2 separate regions of the Zea mays genome follow, and region 1 is linked to region 2. A link is a contact called in public Hi-C data. All regions are on one chromosome and are shown on one strand. The core of a region is the stretch at or near the end of the contact, and the rest is flanking DNA. Distances in the headings are between cores, read along the strand shown.

What was found. A called contact is a pair of places that touch in the nucleus more often than the background predicts.
Region 1: a Hi-C map of leaf shows a contact between it and region 2, with 7 times the contacts expected there. The contact joins the promoter of LOC103651283 here to the promoter of LOC100286330 in region 2. A contact is called at or near these places in 3 of 25 Hi-C or Micro-C datasets (leaf and root tip) and 1 of 3 datasets of contacts at active chromatin or transcription factors (leaf).

What each region holds. Positions count from the first base shown.
Region 1 is chr3:210,342,555-210,349,736 of Zm-B73-REFERENCE-NAM-5.0, forward strand. It overlaps LOC103651283 (chloride channel protein CLC-e), which reads right to left and starts at 2,398. Exons shown (of 8, transcript XR_002268197.2): 1 at 1,944-2,398; 2 at 1,034-1,421; 3 at 399-593. It overlaps LOC103652525 (ABC transporter G family member STR2), which reads left to right and starts at 3,051. Exons shown (of 3, transcript XM_008678085.2): 1 at 3,051-3,580; 2 at 3,697-5,027; 3 at 5,279-5,836. The coding sequence starts at 3,113. The coding sequence ends at 5,624.
Region 2 is chr3:210,028,550-210,035,869 of Zm-B73-REFERENCE-NAM-5.0, forward strand. LOC100286330 reads left to right here and starts at 4,000. Exons shown (of 3, transcript NM_001159217.1): 1 at 4,000-4,159; 2 at 4,290-4,709; 3 at 4,816-5,254. The coding sequence starts at 4,097. The coding sequence ends at 5,028.

The sequences.
Region 1 (7,182 bases), core at 1,148-3,647, 310 kb after region 2:
AACAAAATGTTGAAAGAGGATATCATTAAACAAACACCATAACTATCCTACCATCAAGAGGATTGTAAAGGCATGCTTTGACTGTATCAGGCAAAAGATGGTACCACAGCTTATTATTTACGTAGTAGTGCCGTGATGGTGTAATATGTATTTGAACGACTTTTCTGTAAATTTGTATGGACAGAAAGAAAAATTTGTATGCTCTCAAAGACAATATACACCACCTCCAATTCCTCAGCTAACTTATCAGGACAATGGACAAAAGCATGTGCACTTTGAAACAAATTAATGCAAAGTTGCAAACATCATCTAACTTACAGCAATATTATATGTGTCGTATTTCATCACTAAAAGTTGTGTGTAAGTGGACCAACAGTACAAGGAATTTCATAAAGTACCTGTTGGGGAGCGAAAATCATATTCCGGAACAGTGAAAGCGGGATCAGAACCTAGACCAATCTCTGAAACAACAGATGCTATCACTGAACTGAGTATCACCATAGGTGTCGAGTTGGCAAGGGATGAGGAATCCGCAGAAGGCCACAAAACAGATTCCACAGCAAAAAAACACCCAGCAACAGCAGCATTAAAACCTAAATACAAGGCAATAACATAGAATATAAGTAAAATGAAATCAGAAAGAAGGCAGAAAACTGCATAGACATGTTGAGTTATTGAGAATTTCAAGTATCCATGGAAGGCAAATCGAATGCAAGCTAATGGGTTAGTGTCCCATATGCCATGTATTACATCATGTATAACTATCAGCACATCAATCTATTCAACAAGGTGATTAAAAGAATTATCATACAGCAGCATTGTGATGAGAAATTATAGGGGTAACAATCGACAATAGCCATAGGTAAGGCGATGAAATGATGATGCCATGATGTTCTGTTGGTGTTGGGGGCAATCATTTGACATTGACATGAAAATAATTCAGAAACCATTCTGAGCATGTTGAACTTTTCTAGAACACAGCATGCTGAACTTAATAACGACAAGCATCAAAACTCTAATTAGTCAAATTTACCAGATGAAAGCCCAGCTGCTGACCCAGCTGCCACAAGAGACAGCCTTTTCCCACCGTCCCACTCAAATACATCACCAAATCCTTTGGCTATTGCAGAACCAATTTCCACACTGGGACCCTCAGGACCCAGTGAATTGCCAGTTCCAAGAGTGAAAGATGCTGCCACAGCTTTCAAGAATGGTCTAAATGCACTCTTTATCTTGGACACAGGGGCATCTGAGTTAGTTTCTATCTGACTTCTTAGAGCGTTCAATCCACCCACTATAACACCTCCACTGACCGGAACAAATATCACTCTCTGCCAGACTTCACCAATCGGTTCTTCCCTCAGCCATGAAGCGCCTCGCAAAGGAATACCGTCCCAAAATACGTCACGTATTTCATGAACCTATGTCAAGAAATATGGGCATCTTAAATCACAGTATGTAATAATATGATGTACTTTAAACGGACAGCACATGATTTAAGCAATGCATTTTCACTCTTCAGTGCTAAAAATGGACCCAATATGTTACAGATTTCCGAGTGTGTCATATAAAGGTGACACAGGCAATGAGGCAACTTCAAGTCCAAACCCGCTGTTCATTTGAAGCCTGTGAATTAGTATAAACAACTAAACAAGGCGGAACTAAGGTGATCCTACAACCTGTAAGGTTGGAGGACAATTGATAAAGCATGTAACCTTCTAGGTGGGAACTAATGCTAAATCCGAGGACTTGTCAGAATGTAATGTGACTGGATAGCATAGCAAACTGATTGAGCAATGCTGAATGTCAAAATTAAGACCAAACCCGCTGTTCAGTTGCCTTCAACCAATTCGCCTCTGAAGTTCAACCGTACTACGGCCTCTGTTTGACACCGGGGATGAAACCATGAGACCAGAGTCGAGCTCGCGAGGTGGCTACCGTACCGAGAGGTTGAAGAGCACGATGGAGACGCCGGTGAGGAGGCCCACGAGGCAGGCGGCGAGCGTGACGAGGTCGCGGCCAGCCACTGGCTCCTCCGGGGCCTCCTCCACCTCCTCGTCTCCGCGCGCGGCCTCGCTCTCCTCCTCCGTCACCGCTCGTCGAACGACCCGAAGGCGCGCGCTCCCGCCGCGCCGTGACGACAGCTCCAGAGAGCGGCCGCCCGCGCGGCGCAGGCGGAGGAGAGTGGGCGCGGAGTGGGGCGAGGCGAGGAGGATGAGCGAGGACAAGGAGGGGGCTGCGAATGCCGCCATGGGGGGCTCTGATCGTTCACCGGCTATCTCAGCCTCATCTCGTAAATCGTGAATTGCGCGCTGAGCCACTGGCTCACGAAGGCAAAGGGTGAAGGGGGGGAGAGAAACGGCACGCCGGCAAGCGAACGAACTACTCCGAGTTGCTGACTTGCTGTACCGTCGCTCGGCGGAGGCCGGAGGGAGCCGTTTTTTTCTTTTTCTCGCTCGTTTTTTGCGTGGCCGTGAACCCGCGACGCGTCCCGTTTTATCCTCGGAGCCTGCCTCGCTTTCTCTCTCCTCTGCCGCACAAGCATGCTGCTAAACTAAGATGGGCCCTGGACGTTGGCGATGCTAGCCTGCTGATCCGTTGGGCCTGGCCCTGGACGTTGGCGATGCTAGGCTGCTGCCAGCTGACGCTCTATCTTGGGAACTCTCACTCCTACATTGGTCTTGCTCGCAACCTTCATAAACCCAAAAAGTTCACCATTTCTAGAATCATTTTTTTCAACATAGTTTTGTTTGGATCTGGCCATGATAGTGTCGAGGACGAGCTGCCCCAAGTCAACATCGGCGGTCAAGACCAAAAACTGACCGCAGCAAACGTTCACTCCGATGACACACTGCGTTGCCCATCCTCATTTCCGTCGCCCGGAACCAGGCATCTACCAACCGTACAAAATAACAAAGCTGGTAGTGACACGCGGACAAGGGAGGTAACGCTCTTAAATTATATGCTTGTACGTAGCATACAAGCTGCGTGCCTACAAATAAAACTCATAGGCGACCACACCGGCGCGTACGTGCACAGCATGGCGCATCAACATCACCACCAGCACAATGGCCGGCACGGCGGCGGTCACCGCCTGGAGACGGTGATCGACATGGCGCAGCAGCAGCCGGAGAAGCCAGCAGGCGTGGGGCGGTTCGGCTTCACGGGCGGTCTGGAGTTCACCGGCCTCACGTACACGGTCGTGAAGAAGCAGCGCGGCGCCGGCGGGGAGTGGGAGAAGAAGGACGTGGACCTGCTGCACGAGATCACCGGGTACGCTCCCAAGGGGTGCGTCACGGCCGTCATGGGCCCCAGCGGCGCCGGCAAGTCCACGTTCCTGGACGCGCTCGCCGGGCGCATCGCCAGCCTCGACGGCCGCGTGGCGCTGGACGGCGTCGAGATGAGCCCCAGCCTCATCAAGCGCTCATCGGCCTACGTCATGCAGGACGACCGCCTGTTCCCCATGCTCACCGTCTACGAGACGCTCATGTTCGCCGCCGACTTCCGGCTCGGTTCCTCCGTCTCCGCCTCTGACAAGAAGCTCCGCGTCGAGAACCTCATCGAGCAGCTCGGCCTCACCGTACGATATTTTTTTTTTGTAGTATTATTAACCGCACCCACACACACTGCAACTGTTGCATTACTCTTCTGCTTCAAAACAGAACACACTGAGACACCTATATATCATGCATGCAGTCCTCGAGAAACACGTACATCGGAGATGAGGGCACGAGGGGGGTGTCCGGCGGCGAGCGCCGGCGCGTCTCGATCGGCGTGGACATCATCCACGGGCCGGCGCTTCTGTTCCTGGACGAGCCGACGTCGGGGCTGGACTCGACGAGCGCGCACAGCGTGATCGAGAAGGTGCACGACATCGCGTGCGCCGGTAGCACCGTGGTGCTCACCATCCACCAGCCGTCCTCGCGCATCCTGCTGCTGCTGGACCACCTCATCATCCTGGCGCGCGGGCAGCTCATGTACAGCGGTGGGCCCAAGGAGGTGACCGCGCACCTTGGCCGCATGGGGCGCAAGGTGCCCAAGGGGGAGAGCTCCATCGAGCACCTCCTGGACGTCATCCAGGAGTACGAGCAGTCGGAGTTCGGCGTGAAGGCGCTGGCCGAGTTCTGCCTCACCGGCCTGAAGCCGCCCAAGCTCACCGCCACCTACGGGGCCGAGGGGCTGTCCACCGTGTCCAGCATCGTCCAGACGCCAATCTCGGGTCCCGGCGGCGGCGACGACGACGACTTCGATCGCAGCCTGAGGAGCCAGCACTCCAAGTCTCCGTGGAGCGGCGTGCGCCTGACGCCGTCCCGGCGCCCCAGGCACAAGGACCAGCAACACGGGAGGCCAGGCCCCGGCCCCGGCCCCGGCAACCACAGGTACACGCCGGACATCGTGATGGGAACGCCGACGCCGCTGAGCAGCGCGTACACGGTGAACGAGGACGACTACCTGACGCCGACGCACCGCGCGGCCCCGAACGCGACGGGCGCCCCCGGGGTGGGCGTCAACGCGCTGGGGCACAGGGGCAAGTTCGCCAACTCGTACGTCGGGGAGGTGTGGGTGCTGATGCGGCGCAACTTCACCAACATCTGGCGCACGCCGGAGCTGTTCCTGTCGCGGCTGATGGTGCTGACGGTGATGGGGTTCCTGATGGCCACCATGTTCACCAAGCCCAAGGACAACGCGCAGGGCATCACCAACCGCCTCAGCTTCTTCATCTTCACCGTCTGCGTCTTCTTCTTCTCCTCCAACGACGCCGTGCCGGCCTTCATCCAGGAGCGCTTCATCTTCATCAGGGAGACGTCGCACAACGCGTACCGCGCCTCCGCCTACGTCGTCGCGGGGCTCATCACCTACCTCCCCTTCCTCCTGCTCCAGTCGGCCACCTACGCCGCCATCGTCTGGTTCGCGCTCAAGCTCCACGGCCAGTTCCTCTACTTCCTCGTCATGCTCTACGCGTCGCTGCTGTCCACCAACTCCTTCGTCGTCTTCATCAGCTCCGTCGTGCCAAACTTCATCCTTGGGTAAGTTGTCCACCTGGTTCGATTCCCCACTTTCTTATTGGGTCACAAACTTAAAAAAAAAACCAGAACTGTTTCTTGTTCTGATAGTCTTAGGCCCGTAGCCCAATCCATATAAAAAGGAGGAATGCCTACTCATCACAGGACTGAATGGGCCGGTCTGAATCTAATAGAGCCCCCATGCCTTTCCTAAACACCGGCCCAAACATGTGTTTCTGAATTCTGATCTGTGAATGCGACGACCGACGATGCAGCTACGCTGCGGTGATCGCGTTCACGGCGCTCTTCTTCCTCTTCTGCGGCTACTTCCTGGACAGCCACAGCATCCCGGTGGCGTGGAAGTGGATGAACACCGTCTCGACGATGAAGTACCCGTACGAGGGCCTGCTGATGAACGAGTTCGACGGGGACCGGGTGTTCGCCTCGGACCCCGCCGTCGGGCTGACCCTGACCGGCAACAACATCCTGCAGCAGCTGGGCATCAGCGTGGAGGAGGACCGCAAGTGGTGGATGGTGCTCTACCTCCTCGGCTGGGCCGTCTTCTACCGCGTCCTCTTCTACCTCGTCCTCCGCTTCGCCTCCAAGAACAAGAGGAAGTAGCGTGTGTCTTCGTTAATTAATTAATTGTTGTTTCAGCCCTCGATTGGTGCGTATGGTATGTGTAGGGCCTGGATGTACGAGGAGAGAAGGTGTATTTTTATTTCTTGAAGCGACAAGGCAGCAAGGCGCCGGCCGGAAAGCCGGGTTGATTTGATTATATATGTATGCCACGATTGATTCCCAATGTTAACTACTATACCCCGGTCCTCCCCTGATGATAGGAACTGGTACACAATGTACTACTCCTGTACTAACGATGATAAAAAGAGACCACGTAAAGGGTTGACAAATTATTGACATATGGTACGCGTTCCTAGCAGCTATATGGGAGAAGCTACATCGATATGATCGAGTAGGTGCTTCATTTGCATCATCATCCAGCTGAATCTGACTTGGTTTTCACATATGAAATGGCCAGACCAACCATTCACCGGCCAGCAGCGACTGATGACTGGTGACTTTGCTCGAGATGAGTCATTAACAAGATTACCTGTGGCGGCTAAGCCTGCAACCACCCGCGCTGCAGGCCAGCATCCCCATAGACGACGGGACGGAGTCGCCCACGGCGCGCACGAGAAACATATGGCCGCCTCGCAGAACTTCCTGGAGCAGCAAGCCTGCCTCTATGACTCTATCTACTGTCCATCCATGAAGAAAAGAAACAGCTGCTTGAATAGCACAGCCGAGCAGGCTAGGATCAGATAAGTACAGTCACTCATCTGAATTCTGGACATCAGATTAGTATTGTAGCAAACTGTAGCGTCGTAGATTCGCACAATGAGAGAAGAAGAAAAGGAGAAACAAGAAAGGCGTGCGCCACTAGGAAAAAAAATCTGATGGCGACACGTCGTCCGTTCGTGGGATCCTTCTAGAAAACAGGTGGACGCTCTTGCCTGCCTGATGCCGACACGCACCGTGGCGGGCGGTACCAAATAAAAATAATTGAGACACGGAGCAGCGTTAGGAAAACTTGACTCGTCGATCTGATACCTCACCAGAACTATTAACTATCGTCAGGATTATATTTGTGGGTCCGCCTGCGCGGGCCTACCGTTTCTCTCTGCCTAGGTCTTCTTCAAACATCTATTGCGCACCCAAAAGATCTGATTGTCCTCGTCGTCGTAGTACCTATACCACCTATCCATCACAAACTTCTTGTTGTTTATCTAACGCGATCGATCGTGTTTCCATCAATTAATAATTGTGACTTTCTGAGCCACATGTGTGATATATAGAGAGAGTGGTTATTTGGAGCTCAGGATTTCAAATAGTTATAGGAAGCTCTGGTCCTCACTCTCCCTAGGACCCACGGTCGTACGACCCTACCATTTCGTATCCCACGTTCAGATCACGTGGGCAGTTATATACAAGATACAAAGTTTTAAGTGTAAAATATTATCAGACATAACATAAAATCCTGTTTACGTCACCTCGCATGCATGGTCCTGTTTTTATGGAAGATACAATCATCACCCATCAGATGTACATGTTGTTTTCGATTTTTATGGCAGGTGCGGTTTCAGATCCAAAAATTATGGTAGATCTAAAAATTATGACA
Region 2 (7,320 bases), core at 2,750-5,249:
GCCCCAAACCCCTCAAATAGCAATTAGTCGAAATCTGCAAAATATGATCTTTCCTTGGGTGCATCAGACTGGTCTCGTGCACATTGGACCTCCAACGGTTACCTCAATCAACGGGGTCTGCTTTGACATGCCTTTGTTCGGTCTCACTGGAATAGTCCGGTGCACCACTAGACCACGCCATGTGTCCTACCACGCTAGCTAGCTGTTGTAGCCAACTACTCAATGCTGAAGTTTTCTTTGGACCGACTAGTCTAGCGTGTCGAAGTGCTTCTGGATCCTTCTGCCAACCTCTCTAGTAAAGTGGTCCGACGAACCACCGGACTGGTCTGGTGCACCAGGCCACAAGATCGCTTCTGTAGAGCTTTCTAGTAAAGTGGTCCAGTGCACCACCGTACTGGTCTGGTGCGCCAGGCCATAGGGAGTCTTTCGCAGACGCTTCTAGAAAGGTGGTTTGGTATACCACCGGATTGGTTCGGTGCACCACTGGACAACTGAACTTTAACTCTTTTATGATTTTCTTCTCCAACTTCGATTGACTAAAACTTGAGAGTATTTCTACGACTTAGACAAACTTATTTAGATCCATCAAGTCTAAGTCATAGTTTTTTCAGTTTTTACTAATCTCCAACATAGGTTCCTTGTTTAGACTCAAACTGGGCTCCAAATGCACCTTTTCTAAAATCTCTCATTCTAAACCTTATAAGGTGCTAAAAAATAATTCTAAGGGTGGTTAGAACTTATCCAAACCTTTGAACTACTCATAGTTCAACTTCTCTAAGATTTGCCCTATTATGCCTTTGTTTGAGCTAAGGGTTGAGTTGGATTCCACAATTTAACACTTATGAACCTACAAGCACATGCTTAGCAAACTAGTTAGATCTCTGGATTTTGTTGGTCATTAATCACCAAAACCAAACTAGAAATGTCATGTAGCACATTTCCCTTTCAGGTGCGCTCGTGCTCCCAGGTGAAGGTCACAGTGCATTCGAGGTGATGAACAACAGATACAATGGGCTTAACAGTGGAGAGGGTAGCTGCCAAGGTAGAGTGACAACAATGTTGTCGAGGTAGTGGTTCGTGAAGCTAGGGTCGAGCTATGCAGGAGTAGGCATGGTTGGTGTAGGGACGAGCGAGCTTGGTGTTAGGAGGACACACACAGATGGCATGAGGAGAGCACCAACAACGATGGATGATGGGGCGGGTACAACCGGGCTAGGCATGAGCATGTTGGCACTGGACACTTGGTGTGGTTATGCCAAACATGGCCGCCGCCATGTGGGCCTAGGCGAGCATGGCCCAAGCGGTCGTAGACCAGGTAGCAGACGCGGGTGGCCGAGCACTGGGCAGTCATGCGCGGACACAGAGGGATTGGGCGTGGCAAGAGGCAGGGGTGGTCAGGCGGTAGCCAACACAAAGGGGGGAGGGGAGGGCACACCAATCATTGGCATGATGGAGGATAGGTCTAGGCCGACGCGGGTGCGGAGCAGGCGTGCTTAGATGTTAGCACGGATGGGGATGGCGATCTATAGTGGAGCACCGGTGGCAAACGGCTACCCACCGGTGGGAGAGGGGTACGACAACCATGAGGAGCAGCCATATGACGTCGCTCAAGGGAGAGAGGCATAGAAGAGGAAGACTAGATTGACTTGATACTATGTTGGGAGAAGAAAACCCTAAACCTAATTGGGGTAGGTTAACCTAATTGGGGTAGGTTTGTGCATATAAATAGAAACAATATATGGGTTGTACCAAGACCCATTACATTAGTAACACACACAATAATATATATCAATGTAGTAATTTTAAAATATATATAATTGGGAAGTTGTCAATATAAAATTTGAAATTAGAAGTCTTTGAAATGTGGTAGTTTGAGAGTACAAATGTGAACGGTCGTAGTTTAAAGTTCATAAAATTGGAGGGTAAAGTTTGAATTATTATTTTTTGTGATATATAAGTGCAAAGTCTTGAATTGTGTTTTATGAAATTTCTGAATCTGGAGAGCGAACTTTCAAATTTTAAAGTTATGAGAGTAGGGTGCATAAACTTTAGAAATTTATTGCTAAAAGTTTCAAACCTTAAGTTTCTAAAGTTTTGAATCATAGTTCTTTGGTTTGGGAGTGATAAAGTTGAAGTGTTGTGAATATAAAATTTATTAGAACATGGTGCCAATATATGTGGTAGCAACCTTGGTATCGAGATCTTTGAAGTTGATCTTGTTGTCACGATCTATGATACTAAGATTCTACAGTGCTATGGTCATGATGGAGTATACTTCAATGGTGCCATGATACCTTGATGTCCTGTCTATATTTATAGATCGACGACCCTATAAATATAATAATACTATAAAATTCTATTTGGATCCTCTAAAACTAATAATTAGCTACTAAAATTAGTTGTAAAGTTTCCAAACACCTCTAGCTAATACCATAGCTAATTGTTAGCTAACTCATAGTTAACAATTAGTTCATTAGTTAGCTAACTATCAGACCTAGAGGTTCCAAACATAACCTAAATAGATATGCAAATACAAGATTTAAAAAAAAAGACAAATAAAAAATGGTTGCACCGAGCCAGGTGGACGGTGTGTTTGTGTTGTTGCCTGTGTATTCCCATCGGTCTAGTGACCTTCTACAAACGTAACCCGACACTAGCTGCGTTCTAAGACTCTCTTCAACAATGAACTTTATACCGTTCTGTAACCTAAATCTGGCAAACACAACCTCCTCTATAGCGTCCAACAGCGAATTGTAAAGCTTCCGCTAAAATAGCGATCGGTACTTGCACACGTTATTCTTGGCGAATCACTGTGCACACGCTATTCGGCCAACCGAGCGCGGCTTCGCCACTAAGACACCGAATTGCGCGCATAGACAGCTACGACGAGGGTGTCGTCGGTAACGGGCGTGACATGTAACTGAAGCTCCCGAACATGGCAAAGATTGGGGCAGACGGTGACGAAGTCGTTGGCAGGCGGCGTGAAGAAGGTTGGATGCGGTAGAGTGAAGGTGCTCGGCCAGGGAGGAGCACTACGAGCACGGAGAAGCTCGGTTGCAGACGTTAATGTGGTTAATTAGGTGTCACGATGACACGATGTAGAGGAGATCGGCTGCGGCACTGCTCTGGTCTTGGTGTGGCCTAACCTGCTCGACGAGAGGCACATGACCTGCTCGACGAGAGGCACATGAACGGAAAAAGGAAAATCCCAACAACCTCAACACCGTCGTTGTAAAAGGTATTTATTAATACAAATAAAAAGTTAATTTAAATTTCTAAAGGTCTTATTTTTTGAGAAAATACAGTTTTGATTTTTTTTAAATATTGAAGAAAAAAGTGTAGAGAATAGATATAGAGGATGAAATTTAGAGTACATTGCCGGAGACGAGGAATATATAAAGAACATAATATTTTAGAATGTGCTGTAAAAGACAATTAATATTATTTTAGAGGATAAAATTTAGAGGACATTGCTCAAGACAGTATAATATACTACGTGCGTTCGTCCTTTCTCTATAAGTTGATTAGACTATTTAAATGACATGGTAAATTTATTAAATTAATTAAGAGTATATTTAATACTCATAATTAATATTTAAATATTTGATAGCATAAGAACTCAACTTAAGTCAATCACAAGGCAAGCAGTCAAGCGCCACGGCGCGGTCGCGCAACCCAACGGCCGCATCACGAGGGGATCGCGTGCACTGACCCTCGCGCCGCGAGCCCCTTCCGCCGCGTCGCCCTTCTCACCTTCTCCTCCGATTTGGGTCCGTCCGACGCGCTGGTCTGCTTGCTCTCGTGCTTTGTCGGTCCCGTCCGTATGGCCGTATCGGTCGCGCCAGCCAGAGGCGGACACCTGGAGAGCCCCTGCCGGTGGCAACGCGTGTCCTCTCAACGTGGCACCCAGCGCTTGCCCATGCAGGACACGTATCCCCCAGCCTCCGCTTTGCAGCTCGAGGGTATAAATGTGAACCAAAGCAGTTCGTTGTCACACTCACACAGACAACAACGAGTTAACGAAAGCCTTTTATCCAAGCTCAGGGAAGGGAAGCTCACAGTTTCGTTGGATCCAATCTTTTATCCAAGCTCAGCGATGGCTTCTCGTCAGCAGCATCCTACTAGCTACCACGCCGGCGAGACCAAGGCCCGTGCCGAGGTGATGAGATGAGACGCGCGCGCACCGCGCTTCCAGCCGCCGTGCCCGCGCGTTGCTCGCTCCGTCGTCCTTTTGCAGTTACCTACTCCACACGATAGAGTGGACACTAACGTTGGCTGCTGCATCGCAGGAGAAGACGGGTCAAGTGATGGGGGCGACGCAGGAGAAAGGGAGGGAGGCCAAGCACAAGGCGTCCGACGCCTCCGACCGCGCCATGGGAATGGGCCACGACGCCATGGAGGCGACCAGGGAGAAGGCGCGCGCCGCCGCGGACCGAACCATGGGGATGGGCCACGACGCCGGGGAGGCGGCCAAGGACAGGGCGTACCGGGCCAAGGACGCGGCCTCCGGTGCCGCTGGCCGCGCCAGGGACACTGCGTCCGACGCGGCCGGCGCTGCCGGGGACCGCGCCCGCGACGGCGCGCAGCAGACCGGGAGCTACGTCGCGCAGACGGCCGAGGCCGCCAGGCAGAAGGCGGCCGGCGCCGCGCTGTACGCCAAGGACACCGTGGTGGCCGGCAAGGACAAGACCGGCGCCCTCCTGCAGCAGGTGAGATGCACGGTGATGCCTAGTCATTGTTAGCTTCTCTCCCGTCTTTGCTACTGCGAAAATGGGTTATTCGATCTCAAAATACATTCGTTCTTCGGCTGTTCAGGCAGGGGAGAAGGTGATGAGCACGGCCGTGGGGGCCAAGGACACGGTTGTCAGCACGGCCGTGGGGGCCAAGGACACGGTTGTCAGCACCGCCGTGGGAGCCAAGGACGCGATGATGAACTCGCTCGGCATGGCCGGCGAGGACAAGGACGGCACCACCACCACCGACGCCGGCAAGGACACCAGCACCCGCAAGCCTGGCAGGGACTATTAGAGGACACGGCAGCCAAACTTCTCAGTGTTTCTGTTCCAGAAGTTTCTGATCCCATCATTTAGGTTCAAAAGTTTCTCATTTCATTTCAAACTTTCAGTGTTTGGTGCATGCTGTAAACTCTCTTCAGGACGGGTCGTTTGACATTTGTGTCGACTGAAGCCTCCGCGCTTTCGACTCAACGATGTATATGTAATAATAAAGTCGCAAAGCTGTTGTTTTATTTTCATCTAGCACTGTGTACGTCCGACTGTCATTCGTCTGCCCTCTGATCCTGTTGGCTTGCCTTGCTGCTTTGCATTTTTGGTGGTACTGCCGTACTGGTACCTGTCAACCTCCTCTTATTTTTACGACGACATGACAAAAGCATGCAAATCGAATGTTCAGTTTTATGCACTTAGGGCTATTGGAAAAAATACAAATCAGAGAAATAGAGTTACCAAAATAACCACGACGCAAATGACTAACCACAGCAGCACACAGATGATTCCAAGACCTGAAGAACAGGTCCGAGATGTAAAGCAGATTTATGTACCGTCTTACCTCTGAAAGAAATCAGAGATCAGATGTTTATCAGCACCGGTGCCTGGTAAAACCTGAAGTTGGTTGGTACCGGTGGCCTTCAACTTAAGCCTAAAACAAGTACTGGTGACTAAACAACTTAAGCTAAAAGTTGACTAAATAATTTAAACTAAAAGTTAAAGATGCCTAAACTTAACCTCAGCATCGGTATCTAAAGCAGCCCCGGTGCCTAAGACTTAGGAAGTGTATTGGGTAGAACGTTACTCGATACCGGTGGCTAAACAACTTAAGTTAAAAAGTTAAACTTAATCGGTACCGGTGGCTAAACTTAATTAGTACCAATGGTTAAACTTAAGCTACTGGCTAAACAACTTAATACCGGTGGCTAAACAACTTAAGCCAAAAGTTAAACTTAACTGATAATCTCGGTGACTAAACTTAATTGCTATATACCCCCTGATTGGGTATATTGTGAGGTTTTTAATGGTCATCAAACATCTGAGTATCTACCCCTATAGTATGTCCCTTAAAAAATTGTTATGGATTGGAGGGTAAAATTAAATCTCTTCGTATTCAATTTATGTCCCTTAAAAAATTGTTATGGATTGGAGGGTAAAATTAAATCTCTTCGTATTCAAAATTGAATACGACCTTCAATCCATAACAAACCGAACTTGGTCTTAACGGGTAATCTCCTCTTTTTAGTGGTTCTATTTGCTACAGTTGACTTAAGCGGTGTTTGAATGCACTAGAGATAATAGTTAATCGCTAAAATTAGCTGAAGACATTCAAACACCTTAGCTAATAGTTCAGCTATTAGCTATTTTTAGTAAATTAGCTACTAGTTAGTTAACTATTTATTAGCTAGCTAATTCTACTAGTATATTTTTAGCTAACTTACTATTAGCTCTAGTACATTTAAACACCCCCTGAGGTGAAGCTATTGAATATTACATTGGGGGTGTTTAAATGTACTAGAGCTAATAGTTAGTTGGCTAAAAACTGTTAGTGGAATTAGCTAGCTAACAAATAGTTACTAAAAGTAGCTAATAGTTGAACTATTAATTAGGGCGTTTATATGTCTTCAACTAGTTGTAATCACAAACTATTAGCTCTATTGTATTCAAATACCCCTTTAGTAACATTGCACTATTTACAACTTCGGAAGTTAAAAAATAAAATTTAGAGTTACACTTAAGCAATTTGTAAAAATATAAAGTATTGCTTGCATAAATTAAAATTTAAAGTTGGCCAAAAAGTCATACATCTGAGTATCTCTTTCTTCATTCCAAATTTCTAAATCATCATTGTACCAATAAAAGAAACTTTTATCATAAATATGGAACAAATATATTCAACTTTGGTCAAAATATAAATATACCATAAATACTTATAATTCTTGCATATCCGAATAATAATTCACATTGGCTTTAAATTAAATAGAATAAATGCATGAATAAATTTCAAAATCATGCAATAGAAAAATAGTACATAAACATTTCTAATTTTTTTCTATATCCTTAAAAAAATTTATCCATTCTTTTCCCTTTTCATTTCTCTTAATCCCCTTCTCTTTTATTTTGCATATTTGAAGAAATTAAATTTTGAGAAAAAAACTTAATCAAATTTGACACTCTGTCTACTTTTGGCATGCAACTATGCGAATTACTATACACTTTCAGTCTATTACTGTGCATCCCTCAAGTTACTACATAGTCATGTGTCTGCGCCTGGGCTGTAACCTAGGCCTAAGCCGCTTATCTGACCCAAGCT